Linked DNA regions of Oryctolagus cuniculus: region 2 is linked to region 1. The links are chromatin contacts, called in public Micro-C maps. All regions are on one chromosome and are shown on one strand. The core of a region is the stretch at or near the end of the contact, and the rest is flanking DNA. Distances in the headings are between cores, read along the strand shown. Region 1 holds the start of ZNRF2 (zinc and ring finger 2). Region 2 holds the start of GARS1 (glycyl-tRNA synthetase 1).

Region 1 (6,768 bases), core at 1,125-3,624:
TAATCAACCAGGTTCAAAATCTTTGGGGAAGATGCAAAGCCAGTTTCTGAGTCAATAACCCATTCCAAAGCCTTTCTAAACAGACCCAGTTCATTCTCTGCACAACCCATGGCCGTTGTGGAAACTGGAGTTGTGGCAAGGCTCACCAGCATGCAAATGGGTCTGGAGCCATTTCTGTAACTGGTTATACAAGGACTTCAAGACACTGTTAATGATGAAGTCCTCCTGCATGTCGGTGGGGGCACTGCAGTAATGGACATTGTAGCCAGGCTTCTGCAAGTGCTCCAGGTCCCGTTCCTCCTGCACGCAGTGCGTCATCGGTAGCTGGAGGAACGCCCACCCATGACTATCAGTCACCGAGCTCATTCTTCTCGTACTGCCCTGCACCTGTGAAGAAACAGAACTCAAACACAGCCCGGACTGCTTCAGCAGTGCTTTCTGTAATGTGTATTGAGGCAAATTGTGTTAGACAGTCCATTTATTTAAAAATAAAATATCATAATAAGGGCGAAAAAGGCCTATTCAGGTAATTCTACAAACAGTCCTATTTTGGTGAAGAGACCAGGTAGTGCATAAACGCATGGTGGGTGGGGACATGGTGGGGAAGGACCATGGCCACCTTCTAAACACTGTAATGACAGAAGACAGAATGGTAAGATTTAGCAAAAAATGTAGTCTTGGAGCTGGCTGCAAGACAGCCTCTTTGTGAGACTGGGCCTGAAGGAAAGACTAATTAACATCACAAGCTCTTAAGTCCTATACAAAACTGCTGCCCCACATCTCAAAGGTCTGATCTAGTGCAGCTTTAAAAGAGGGGGTGCAGCAGGTGGTGGCTCAAGTACTTGGGTTCCTGCTACCCATGTGGGAGACCGGCTTAACCCACTGCACCACAGTGCCGGCCCAAGGAAAGCATCATTTAGGACCGGTGCTTCTCCGGGTGCAGTCTGAGGTCTGGTGGCAGCACCACCAGCATTTTGGGATGTAACCTTGAAAAATGAGAACCACTGAGTTGTTGATAAATGACAGTTCAAAATTGCTTACTAAATTTTCGCTTGAAATTAAAGTCACTGACCGTAAGAAGTAATTATAATTCAATATATGGAAATTAAATTTTTGAAACATTTATTCAATAGCAGAGTTACAGAGAGAGAGCTCTTCCATCTACTGGCTTATCCTCCAATGGCCACAATGGTCAAGGCTAGGCCAGGCTAAAGCCAGGAGCCCATAACTCCATCTGGGTTTCCCACGTGGGTGCAGGGGCCAAAAGTATTAGGGTCATTTTCAACTGCTTTCCCAAGCACATCAGCAGGGGGCTGGATCAAAAGTGGTGGGAATCAGTGCCCACATGGGGTGCCAGCACTGTAGGCCATAGCTTAACTCACTGCACACAACACTTCAATGTCATCTTCAGATGATTCCTCTGTGTACTCAAGTTTGCAAAGCACTCATTTAGACCATCATTTGTCAACTGCAGATTAAAACCCATTAGTGGGTTATAAAATCAGTCCTGTGGGTGGTGAGCAGGATTTTACAAAAGTAAAATAGAATGGAACAGAAAATGGAGTGGCTCCATGTGACATGGGCATTATCTCATAAAGCTTGCTTCAGTTCTGCCAAGGGGTGTACACCCCTGTGGACTGATTTGGACGACATAGTACTTCAGTTTTTGCAGAACCGGAAGGGTTTGTTAATGAAGCTATCCATTTTAAGTGAAGTCTGAACCATTTGTTGGATGATGAAACATCTTGACAGTTTCATGGGATTGCCGTTAGGTTCAGGGATTCAGAGGGCTGAGGAGAGCAGAGGGTGGAGACAGAGCGCCCACCACGAGGGAGCCGTCCAGGAGTCCGAAAGTGACCTCAAGGGAGGACTAGGGAGGAAGTACCTGCATGCACTCGATGATTCATTCTCATTTACTGTGCCATCACAGGTCTCAGGCGTTGTGTGAGACAGAAGGGGTACAGATGTGAGCTCCACCCTGGGTCCCACTGTTTAGTGACAAGAGGTCTAATACTGCAATCCGTGCTGCTCTACAGCACTGAACGGACACACAGAAGGCAGTCTGTGATGGTGGGCCGGGGTAGGGGGGCTGCAGGGGCATCTGTAGGGAGAAGATGCTCAAACGAATGACGACCACATGTTAACGTGATATTCCATGTAAAAGCATTGAGTCGCTTTGCTCTCACACTTAGTGTGCATGTGTACATCCATAACCATTCATATATTCTTCATGTACATATATTCTTGTTCAAAAACGTGATTACCATGCCCTTTGAAAGAATGAGAAAATCATTACATAAATGGCTCATTGCAAACATGGGGAGCGAGGAGGGAAGACCAAGTATTTCTGTCATTTGTACAAAAATATTATTTTCTTTTTTTAAATATTTATTTATTTACTTGAAAATCAGAGTTACACAGAGAGAAAAGGAGGGAGGGAGGGACGGAGGGAGGGGGAGAGAGAGAGAGGGAGAGAGGGAGAGAGAGAGAGAGGCTTCCAATCCCTGGTGCACTCCCCAAATGGCCTTAATGGTGGGAGCCAGGAGCTTCTTCCAGGTCTCCCACATGGGCGCAGGGGCCCAAAGACTTAGGCCATCTTCCTCTGCTTTCCCAGGGCATAGCAGAGAGCTGTATTGGAAGTGGAGCAGTCAGGACTCAAACTGGTGCACATACGGGACGCTGGCACTGTAGGCGCCAAACCCATATTATTTTCACATAGAGGATACGTCAAGGCTTTTCAGCATAGGTGGGTCGAATGTCCCGACCACGCTCGGCAGTCAAAATGCCACTCCATAGTTAAGAACACACTGGGAATTTTATTAAATCCCATTTTAGAGAAACGACAGGATTTTATGGCAGCAGACGCCCTAGGGTTTTAACACAAATATTCCAGGCAGGGAAGCTAAAACCCAAAAAGGTTAAAAAAATTGCTCCCTATCCATAACTTAGCCCTAAGGGGCAGGTGGGATCAACCTTAGCTCTCCCAGCTCCGCTCTGCCCCAGGCCCGGGGCTCCTTCAGGTCCGGTGGGCAGCCGCCGCCTTGGTCCTGTCTCCTGATTCCGCTGTTCTGTCAGTGTTAGCAGCATTGCGGAGCCTCTGGTTTTCATCTCTTAAATCAGCGTGTAAGGTAACACACACCCAAGTCAAACGCTCGGGACACAGGCACAGCCTTCACGCTCCAGCCTGCACACGCTCTTCTCCCGGGTCCGCGGGCCACGTGTGGAAGGAGGGGCCGCCTTCTGATTGGCGCCCCGAAGGACTCTATCCTCCAATCGGCGTAGGGCCAGAGGTGGCGGAGGGGGCGCGCCCTGGCCGGCGGGGCGGGGCCGGCGACTTGTCCATCATCGAGTCCGCGGGTGGTGGCAGCACCTACCACACCGCCTTACCTTGTTGAGGCGGGGCCGGGGCCGCGCGAGGCGGAGCCAGATCGGCGGGAGCCAATCCACGGGACGGAGCGAGGGGGGACGGGGGCGGGGTCTTCGCACGCAGCCCAAACACACGGGCCCGGGCGCACCCTGCAGCCGCGCGGTTTCTCGGCCTTCCGGTGTGAAGCCGGGGGAGCCTCCTCCCTCCTGGGCGCCCCCGCCCTACCGGCCCTCCTTCGGCCTGGAGAGGGGAGGGGGAGGCCGGGAGGCGGTTGCCGGGAAGCGCGCGCCGCCCCTCCGTCGCCTCCTCCCTTCACGCGCCACCCGTTTTCCCTCTTTCTCCGTTAATAACAGCTGGGTGGCGGGGGGAGGAGGGAAGGTGGCCCCGGCGGAGGCTGGGCGGGCGCCTCCCACTCAGCCGCGAGCCGCCGTGGGAGCCGGAGGATGGCGGCGGTAGCAGCGGCCGCCCGGGAGGAGGCGGTGCCGAGGCCCAGGGCGCAGAGCGCGGCGGCGGCGGCGGCGGCGGCAGAGCGCGGCAGCGGCCCGTCGTGGCGCACCAGAACCGAAAGCAGCGGCAGCCGCGCGGCCACCTGAGCGAACCCACCCCCGCCTCGGCCGGCGAGCGGCGCCCGCCGCCGGGCCCTCCCTCCTCGCCTCGCTTCGCCTCCCGCGCCCGCGTCAAGTCACCGGCCTCGGCCGCGAGAAGAGCGCGCGCCGGGCACCGACCGCCCCTCGGGGCGCCGGGCGGCGGCCCTGGACGTGCGGGGGCCCCTGTGGGCCGGCCGCGGAGCCTCGGCCCTGCCCGCTCGCTCCCGCCTTCCCGGAGCTCGGGGCGCCGCGCGCGGGCCCGGCCCGGGGCGAGGCGGACATGGGCGCCAAGCAGAGCGGCCCGGCCGCCGCTAACGGCCGCACCCGCGCCTACTCGGGCTCGGATCTACCTTCCAGCAGCAGCAGCGGCGGGGTCAACGGAACGGCGGGCGGCGGCGGCGGCGGCGGCGGAGCTCGGGCCGCGGCCGCGGGCAGGTTTCCGGCTCAGGTGCCCGGCGCGCACCAGCCTAGCGCCTCGGGCGGCGCCGCGGCGGCCTCGGCGGCCCCGGCGGCCCCGCGGAGCCGCTCCCTCGGCGGGGCCGTGGGCAGCGTGGCGTCGGGGGCCCGCGCGGCGCAGTCCTCCTTCAACATCCCCAACAGCAGCAGCGGCCCGTACGGCTCGCAGGACTCGGTGCACAGCAGCCCGGAGGACGGCGGCGGCGGTGGCGGCGGCGGCAGCGGCAGGGACCGGCCGGCGGGCGGGGGCCCCGGCGGGCCGCGCCTGGTGATCGGCTCCTTACCAGCCCACCTCTCGCCGCACATGTTCGGAGGTACGGCCCCCTTCCCCGCGCGCCCGGCCCCGCACGTGGGCCGCGGCCACCGGGTATTTTTGCCCTTCTCCTTTTCGCTTACCGTCTTTGGGTGCTGGGTCTCCGGCGCCCGGGCCGCTCACAGGGAAGGGAGCGCACTTAACCCCTGCGGTGCCGCGGCCGCCGGTCGTGCACCTGCACGCTCACCCGGTGGCTGCCCCCTGGAGAGCCGTGAGGGCGGGGGGAGTGGAGCAGGTGCTTCTTTAAGACCGACCAGCATCTCTCGTGGTTGTGGCTTGCAGCCCCCAGGGAGGCAGGAGGAGACCCGGTGCCAAATGTGGTTCTGTCTGGGAACTTGGTGTGGGGAGCGGCACTAAGGGCCCGGAGTCAGGGGCTCTCCGACATTGGGGGATTCGAGAAAGCGGGGAGTTAATAGCTCTTTGGAGCGAATGGTTTCACCTACTGTGTACTTTTTAGTTGCGTGAGGGCGGTAGCAAAGTGTGTTCTTTAACCCAGCAAACCGCTTCTACAGACTATGGTTAATGTGCTTAATTTGGACGTAAAAAAAAATTAATGGGCTTAATTTGGACGTAAAAAAAATCGCGACCAGTTTCTTAAGGAGGGACGCTAAAAATGATTACCACTCTGCCCACAAGGTGCAGTAGCTGGCCAGGAGCTTTAGGAGAGCAGGGTTGCCTGGAGTTAAGTGGCTGATGAGACAGGGACGTTCTTGCTAGCAAAGCCATGTTCTGGAGGATGCACTGGGTCTCAGGAAACTGAGCTCGGCCTGTCCAGTTGTGTTTTTTGGGCTGACCTCCTTCCAGTCGGGCAGTAGTGTGTGACTGTCCTCCCTGCCCCCCACCCCCGACCTGATACCAGGTAAATTCATGATGGAGTGCGGTGGAAATCTCGTCTGTCCCCCCCCCCCCCCCGCGCGCGCTTTGGCCCCTTGGGGAGCGGAGTTGGTGAAGTGCAGTGTTGTGGTTAGCTACCCTGCCTGCTAGCCTGAGTTAGGATGGGAACCTCGTGTGTCCCGGCTCTGCAGTCCTGCTGTCACACTCACTGCACGACCATGCCTGCCTTGCTTTGTTGTAATTTCTGCGTATGTAAACTGAAGTGTTGGTGTTTACTGAAACTGGTCCATCTTTTAAAACTGTCTTGTTTTCAAGGAGTGCTGCTTGTGTCCTTACGTGATTTGCTCACAGCTGACGCGGGTGAAGGTGCTGTGGGCACCGTGGGGAGGAGTGCTGGTTTCCTGGGAACTGCAGACTGGCTGAGAATCAAGGATTACTGGCTTTTAAAGGGACTTATGTTTTTGAAATGAAAATTCTCACTTAGCAGTTATGATCATCAGAAGATACGGATGTTGGAAACTTGCTAGAGGGGAAAGGCTTGTCAAATTAATAGTTAATAGTTATTCAACATACAGACGATTTTTCACTTCTTAAAGTGCTGATCTCTCCCTTTGGCAGTATATTCATATGCATTTAGTGTAAATATATTCCATTCAGAGCTGGAGACAGTTGACACCCACAGTAAAGTAGCCAGTGACAAAGACCTAGTTGCTGAAAGTTGAAGGAAAAGTATATATCTTTTTTCTTAACTGAGTTCTTAGATTTGTGCACTTGGAAAATAGTTCTTTTGGTGCTGCCGGGCTTAGGATGACTTGAGGATTTTTAGCAGGACAGTGACACTGTCTGAGGACCTCGTGACAGCCTTCTGTGTGGGTCCTTGGAGAGAATTGAGCCCTAATATCCTAAGGTGTCTGTTGTGTGCAGTGAGGTGATTTTTCTCCAATACCATGATGCAGGTGAGAAAGCTAGGTTGAGAAAGGCTGGAAGCAGGTCTGAGAAATTACCTGTTCTTATATGATGGAATCAGATCAAAGTGCCACGGCCTTAAATGCTGTTGGGACAGGGAGATGGAATAAGGCACTGCCTTAATGAGATTTGTGGATGAAAATTTTTTTAATTTTATTTATTTATTTATTTGACATGTAGAGTTATAGACAGAGAGAGACAGAGAGAAAGGACTTCTGTTGGTTCACTCCCCAAACGGCCGCTAT
Region 2 (7,136 bases), core at 75-2,574, 250 kb after region 1:
AATTTAAAAAATCTTAAAAAAAAAAAAAAACACCACAGATGGGAATTGAAATTCCCCATAAATCGATAGCAGGCTGATTTGAAAAATTCAAAATTTCATAAAAATTATAACGAGTAAACACCAAACCTTGACATAAAAGGTTTACAAATGTGAATTGCTGAATATTGCAGAAGGTTCTATAGCCACCTGCCCTGCTTACGAAACATTAATTCCTTAGAGCCAATAATGAGGACAGGGAGGAAGCCACACACTTCCCCTGCACTGCCGGAGAGCGGTGTGTTGTCCACGGCAGACTGACCGCATGTGGATCACAGGGAGGCGCGCGTGGTCAGCTCCGGCAGATCCGCCCTGCAGCAGCCACTCCACACCCCCCGAGCAGCCTCGGGCTGTCCCGCAGATCACTTGGCATCTTCCCTCACCTTCACTGTGGCAGTGCTTGTGGTTGTGCGCCAGGCTGTCTTGATAACCAACACAGTATTTTCCTCTTCCCATTCTGTGTGTGTGTGTGTGTGTTGGGGGCGGGGGGGGGACCCCAGCTTTTGCAGCCAAACCGTTGTGGGGATATAGGGACCCCCGAATTACGCGGGGGTGGATCGGGAGCCCTGAGTGGACTCCCAGAGATGGTCCAGGGTCTTGTCTTCCCGCGTGTTACAAATCCACCGGGGGGACGCAGATCGAGGTGAGCAGAGAAGCAGGATTCACGGACAGGCACAGAGGCGGTGCACACTCCGACCCGGCTGGACTCAGGGCAGGGCCGGAGGGAAGATTCCGAGGAGGCAGGGCGTGGGTGGGGCTGCCGCGCACGTGCTGACAGCCTGGAAGGCGGCGTGGGGTCCGGCCGCTAGGATCCTGGGCACCCCGCAGGGGCGGAGCGCAACTCGCCTTCTCCCAGGCCTCCTTCGCTTTGCACAGCCTGGGTCCCGACAACGGCGGGCTCGGATGCGTGTCGCCCGGCAAATCACTAACCTCGGGGGCCCTTTCCCTCTTCCGAGCTTGAACACCACCGGGTCCCTACCTGCTGTGGAGGCTTACGACCCCTTTAAAGCGCAGGCGGCGAGGGAACAGGCACGAGTGCGCGTTCAGGCGGTCCAGGCAAGCGGACAGGCCCCCGCTGCCGGTGCCTGGGCACGGCGGGTGGAGCCGTGGCCCTCCAGAAGGTGCCCTGCTCACCCTCCAGAGCCGGCCTGACTTGCCTCTGCGCTAACCCCGCCGGCTCGCGGCCCTTCCCAGCACTCCGGCCCTTCCGGGACTTTGTGTCGAATCTGCCGGCGGCGAGCGGGCGCCGCGGCGCGCGGCGGGGACAGTGCGGCTGCGCGCGCCGCAGCGTTGACGCGGCGATTTCATCATGCTCCGGGCCGGGCAGCGCGCGCCGCTTCCGCCGCAGCCCCTTGCGTGCCGCCCAGCGCCGCCGGCTCATGCCCTCTCCGCGCCCGGCGCTTCTTAGAGCCGCCCGCTCCGTCCTGCTGCTGCTGCCGCCGCCGCTGCCGCCCCGGCTCCCGGCCCGGCTCTCGCGTCCGCCCCGCCGGCTGCTCAGCTCGCCCGTCCGCGCCCCGATCTCCGTCCCCGCCGCCGCCGCCGTTGCCTCCCGGAGCAGCATGGACGGCGCCGGGGCTGAAGAGGTGCTGGCGCCTCTCAGGCTAGCCGTGCGCCAGCAGGTACCGGCGTGCTGCGCCCTTTCCCAGCCCTGCCCGTCCTGCCCCCCCCTCCTCCCCGGGCGCCTGTCCACCTCGCCGGCTGCCCCTCTGCCTTCACCCTTCTTCCTCACCGACCCCGGTGGGACCTAAGTCCCCAGTTGCCGGCCGACCCTGGTCCTCCCCTCTCCGTGGGTGGTGACCTCCTCGGACGTCCGGCGAAGCTCCTTTCCCCTCCTGGCTCCGACGGGGCTGGGGTCGGAGCGTGGGTCCCCCTCCTGTCCTCGTTGAGGAATCCCAAGGTGGGCTTCCCCGGCTGCGCGCCCGGTGCAGCCCGGGTGGCGGATCGCTCGGCTGGGGCCAGGCGCTCGGTACTCTGCAGGATGCGCGCGTCTGCTCCCTGCCGGTTCCCCGCCTGCCTTCGGGGCCGGGTTGGAGTGCGGCGATCGGCTGTGGATGTGGGGAGGTGTCCAACTTTCTCTTCTGAGAAGGATGTGAGTTCCTCGTGCTTCGCCCCTGGCATCATCTCCGGCTGCGGTCGTAGCCCCGGGAGGCTGTGACTGGGGCTGAGACCCTCGTGGTGGGGAGCAGGCCTCCTCTCCCTGGGGCTCCGCGTACACTCGAGCATCGAGAGGGGGGCAAGGGGAAGATGATTTCAGATGGCTCGCACGTCCACTTGGGTAGAGCCAGAAGCTTGGAGTAGGACCCCAGGGATTGATGACCTGGTAGTAATCGCCAGACGGGTTTCTCCTGCGCGGGCGCCTGATGCAATAATTTTTCTTTGCTGCGGAGCGTGGAACTGGGATATAATCCGCTGGGGCATAGCTGCTGTAAATTCAGTGACTCCTGCCACTCTGCGGTCTCTTCTCTCTGCTCTGAGCCCGAATGACTTAGAGTTCTGATTTTGAAGTCTCGCCATGAGCTGAAGTTTTAAATTCATTGTTTCCAGCTTCACCGACCAAATAAAATTAGGTGTGGTTCCTTTGTCCTTTCTGTAACTGTCATTTTTTTTCCTTCCATTTAGAAGGGAGAAGACATCTGATTTGGAAAAAAAAAAAAAAAAAAAAAAAAACAGCCCAAACCCCTCCCTCTGCCACGTTAGCCTGGAAGTGCAGTGCAAATTATCCAACCTTAGGAAGACTGCATCTAGTTAACTGAGTAAACTTCGATTGTGGAACAGCTTTTGGTTGTTGCCACCTCCTTGTGTATCGGTTTTGTTGGCTTGATTGCTTTTTTTTTTTTTTTTTGGTACTTTAAAATATTTTCTTTTTCTAATGTCCCAAGACCACACATATGTCAGTTACGTGCCAGGAATTTTGAATCATACTGAGTCCAGGGGCAGTGGAAGGGAATTTGAATTTCATCTGGGGAAGCCTCCTGTTTGTGCATAAGGGAAATGAGACCTCCTGTCACCTCGACCTGTCTTACAGATTTCCCTCGTAAAACTCGTGCACTTGCAGCCGACCCTGGAGTGGGGTTTTAGGGTGCTTAATGACTCATTTAGAGAGTGGTGTGTGCTTCATGTATATGTGCTTATTTGGGAAATGAATGAGCGAGCCTGTGACTTCAAGAAAACAGCTGTGTTTGTGGCCAGTGGTAAAATTCAAGTGTTCAGGAAATTTTAGCATTGTGGGAAACTTGTGTCTGTTCTCTGCCCTTGGCGGCTGACTCCTTGGTACTGAAAGATTGTTGTGATGAGTGATGTTTTTAACAAATGTGGGCTTTGGGGGTGCAGTGTAATAAATGGGGGATATTTGGAAGACCTGCATTACTCAGTTAACCTGTATTTTCCAGATACTGTAAAATCAGGTATTGGTAAAAGATTAGCTCAAAGTCTTAAGATACATTAATGGATTTAATAGAATACAAAAAGTTCATTACTATAGCTTCTGAGTTAAAAGTAATCTTTAAAAAGCTACCGCCTGTGGGAGTTTTGATAGAGTGTTAGAAAGTCTGTAATACTCACTTCCCACATAAGGTGCCTGAGTTTGGTGCCTGGCTCCGCCCCCATCTCCAGCTTCCTGCTGCTGTGGACCCTTGGAGGCGTGATCATAGCTCAAGCAGTTGGGTCCTTGCCACCCACTTAGGTGGCCTGGATTCAGTTCCTGGCTCCTGGCTTTAGCCTGGCCCAGGCCTAGCATTTGGAAAGTGAGCCAGGGGCTGGGAGCAAACACTCTCACTCGCTGTCTGTCTCCCAAATAAATACATTTATAAAAAATATCCATTATTTTCTGAAAAGCTTTTAAAATTCTTTTTCTAACTATGTACGAATCTCTAAATGTGCTTTATCAAAACATGATATTGTAAAAGAAGCAAGTATGAAAGTCTAGCTGTCTTGTATTAAACTAGAAATTAAGAAATGCAACGTTATCACTGTTCTCACTATTTTAAATTTTATTTTGGAAAATACTTATTTTCACAAAAGTGTTATTTTATGCATGTTAGCATATATTAAGCGTTTTAAGAATGAATTAGTATTTTTAAACTTCCTGTTTTAAAATTTTTTTAAAGATTTATTTATTTATTTGAAAGAACACCAGAGCGAGTGAGATCTTCTATCTGCTGGTTTATTCTCCAAATGGCCACAACAGCTGAGGCTGAGCCAAGCTGACGCCAGGAGCCAGGAGCTCTGTCCTGGCCTCCCACGTGGGTGGCAGGGGCGCCCAAGCACCTGAGCTATTTTCTGTTGCTTTCCCTAGTGCATTAACAGGAAGCTGGATTGGATGCCACCGAGACTGGAACTGGCACTCGTATATGGGATGCTGGCATTGCAAGCAGTGGGTTAAGTTACTGTACCACAATGTTGACCCCTCTTTTAATTTCTAATAAAGATGCTCTTCAACTTATGTTGAGGATTATGTCCCAATAATCCCATTGTAAATTGAAAATATCCTAAGTCAAAAATGCCTTGGGTGCAGCCGACTGCTGATCACAGCTCAGCGCCACAGTGCAGGGTAGGGTGCTGGTTGTGTCCTTTGTGATCATGCGGCTGTTGCCCGCCCAGCAGCAGGAGAGAGTCATGCTGTATGGCTAACCTGGGAAAAGATGAGAGTTCCAAGTGCAGGCTCAACTGAGTGCATACCTTTTTTGCACCATCATAAAGTCACCCGATAGCCTACATAAACAGAAGCTTTTGGGGGTTTTCAGTGATTTTTGACAGTACAGAGAAGTCCAGAGACTCCAGGATTTGAATGACTGCTTCTAGGTGGGTGGAAGTGTCTGATTTTTATATGAAGAAACATTTCAAATGCTGTCTAGAACACAAGAGTTCCCCAGAAACTCCCCCTTCCCCCAGCTTGTGTGTGTGTGTGTGTTTACTTTACAGCCTTGGTTTTTATACTGTACCTTAATGTCTCTACTTTCTCCTGTTCCCACTCTGCCTTTGGTCCCCACCATGGCCCTTGCCTTGTTCCCCAAGAGGTACTTTTCTGTGATCAGCATATCATATTTGGCCTGTCTCCTGAATTTATCCGTGGACTACTCTGTGCTGTCGCGAGTTGCTCCCCCTACCGTGGGATTGTCTCAGTGTTAAGTGAGGTCTAGTGGCTGAAGGAATGTATGTCTCGAGGTCTCAGTGCAAAGCAGGACCTGTTGAAGTGACTTACGTCTGATCTGGGAGATTATGGGAGAACTGGTGTGGAGATGTGGTGAGCTGTTTTCAGTGTCATTGTCTAGATTTGAAAGGTCACTCTGAAATGATTGAAGTAGGTGTGACTTGATGCCCTAACAAAACACCTATGGAGAAAAATAGCCAGGAGGGATTTTAAAAAGCGTTTATTTTCATCAGCTTGAAAGGCAGAGAGAGAAAGACTGACTTTCCATTCACTGGTTCATTCCCCCAAATCCCCTCAACAGCCCAGGCTGGGCCGTGGTTAGGTCAGGAGCTTGGAGCTGTATCTGGGTCTCTTGTGTGAGTGGTGAGAGCCCAGGCACTTGGTCGTCATCTGCTGCCTCTCAGGATGCATCAGCAGGAAGTGGGATGGGAGGCAGAGCAGTGGGGACACCAGCCAGCGCTCTGACATGGGGTACACCAACCAGCGCTCTGACACGGGGTGCACCAACCAGCGCTCTGACACGGGGTACACCGACCTGCACTCTGACACGAGGTGCACCGACCAGCGCTCTGACACGGGGTGCACCAACCAGCGCTCTGACACGGGGTGCACCAACCAGCGCTCTGACACGGGTGCACCAACCAGCGCTCTGACACGGGTGCACCAATCAGCGCTCTGACACGGGTGCACCAATCAGCGCTCTGACACGGGTGCACCAATCAGCGCTCTGACACGGGTGCACCAACCAGCGCTCTGACACGGGGTGTGGGTGTTCCAGGCAGCAGCTGAACCTGTGGCACCATAGTGCCTGTCCTGGGAAGAATTCTTTTAATTTTTTTTTTTTTAAACTCGTAGTGGAACTTAATAATTGTCCAGATAGGAGAGGATCTGAAGAATTCCTAGGTGAGCTTTTTTGTATACCCTTGCCTTTTTTTCTGTGTTGAAGAGAATGAAATACCGAAATTCAGCCTGACAGTTCAGAGTGTAGGCTGTGAAGTGACCTTTGCAGAATCTGGATCCACTCTGTTGTCTGTAAGCTGGTGACTGGAGCTTTCTGTGCCAGGTCTCTTCATCTGTTACAGGGGCAGGGGCCTGTATGCGTTAGAGGGAGCATGTTCCTGTACAGTGCTAAGGAGGCTGCCCATGGTCTACAGTAAGCCTTATTCTGAAACGGCCCTTGCTTATTGCACTGGTGGTTTTAGCAAACCATCGCTGGCATGAAACATATTTTCTTGTGATTGTGAGCTTGGAAGCATTTTGAATCTTTGGAAGATAATTGATATGTTTTGAACTTAGATAAGATAGAAAATCCCTTTTTAATAATCTGTTGGGAGGTCTTTAAATGATGAGTTATTCTCTTAACTGTATGAGTAGATGTCTGGATAATACCATGTGTGTTTCAGCATTTCAGGTCTCCTTTTCCTGTCACAGGAGCGACAGTAAAACTCAGCAGAAGTAATGAGAATTGGCACCAGAGCCTTGTGTTCTTCTCTGCATTGCTTTTCTGCACTGAGAGAGCCTCTTGAAGTGCTTGCTTGGTCTACAAAGGGCAGAGGGAAAGTTTGTGACGCTTTTGTCAATAGTTACAAGATTGGGGAATCGGAGATGAGCTCCTTAGTTGTAAGAAGAACCTCATAGCTGGCTATATAAAGCCAAAGACCTTACAAAGGAGAGGGACTGAATGTTTTCTGGTTTTTCTTGGCCTGTGTGGTGATCACATTCTTAGTTTGATATACCCATGGCAAGAATTATCCCGGAGCTAAGCTTCTGGCTGGTGATTCCAGCAGAGTATTCTAGAGGTGTTGAGGACATTTCATGTCAGTTTCATTCAGTGTACACACTAGAAAGCACAAAGAGTAGTGGGGTGGTGGAGAGAGAACAAAAATAATTAGAAGTGGAAATCCTTAACCACTTAGATTCCACGTCTAGATCATCTCTGATTCTTTTGTTT

What was found. Hi-C and Micro-C count contacts between places; a contact is called where the count stands out from the background.
Region 2: a contact with region 1 is called in a Micro-C map of ear pinna, with 2.6 times the contacts expected there. The contact joins the promoter of GARS1 here to the promoter of ZNRF2 in region 1. A contact is called at or near these places in 2 of 6 Hi-C or Micro-C datasets (ear pinna and psoas muscle).

The regions. Positions count from the first base shown.
Region 1 is chr16:21,602,592-21,609,359 of mOryCun1.1, forward strand. ZNRF2 (zinc and ring finger 2) reads left to right here and starts at 2,375. Exons shown (of 5, transcript XM_070059697.1): 1 at 2,375-4,724. The coding sequence starts at 4,235. LOC138845868 (a long non-coding RNA gene) reads right to left here and starts at 5,004. Exons shown (of 2, transcript XR_011383132.1): 1 at 4,807-5,004.
Region 2 is chr16:21,853,126-21,860,261 of mOryCun1.1, forward strand. GARS1 (glycyl-tRNA synthetase 1) reads left to right here and starts at 1,325. Exons shown (of 17, transcript XM_051852876.2): 1 at 1,325-1,655. The coding sequence starts at 1,416.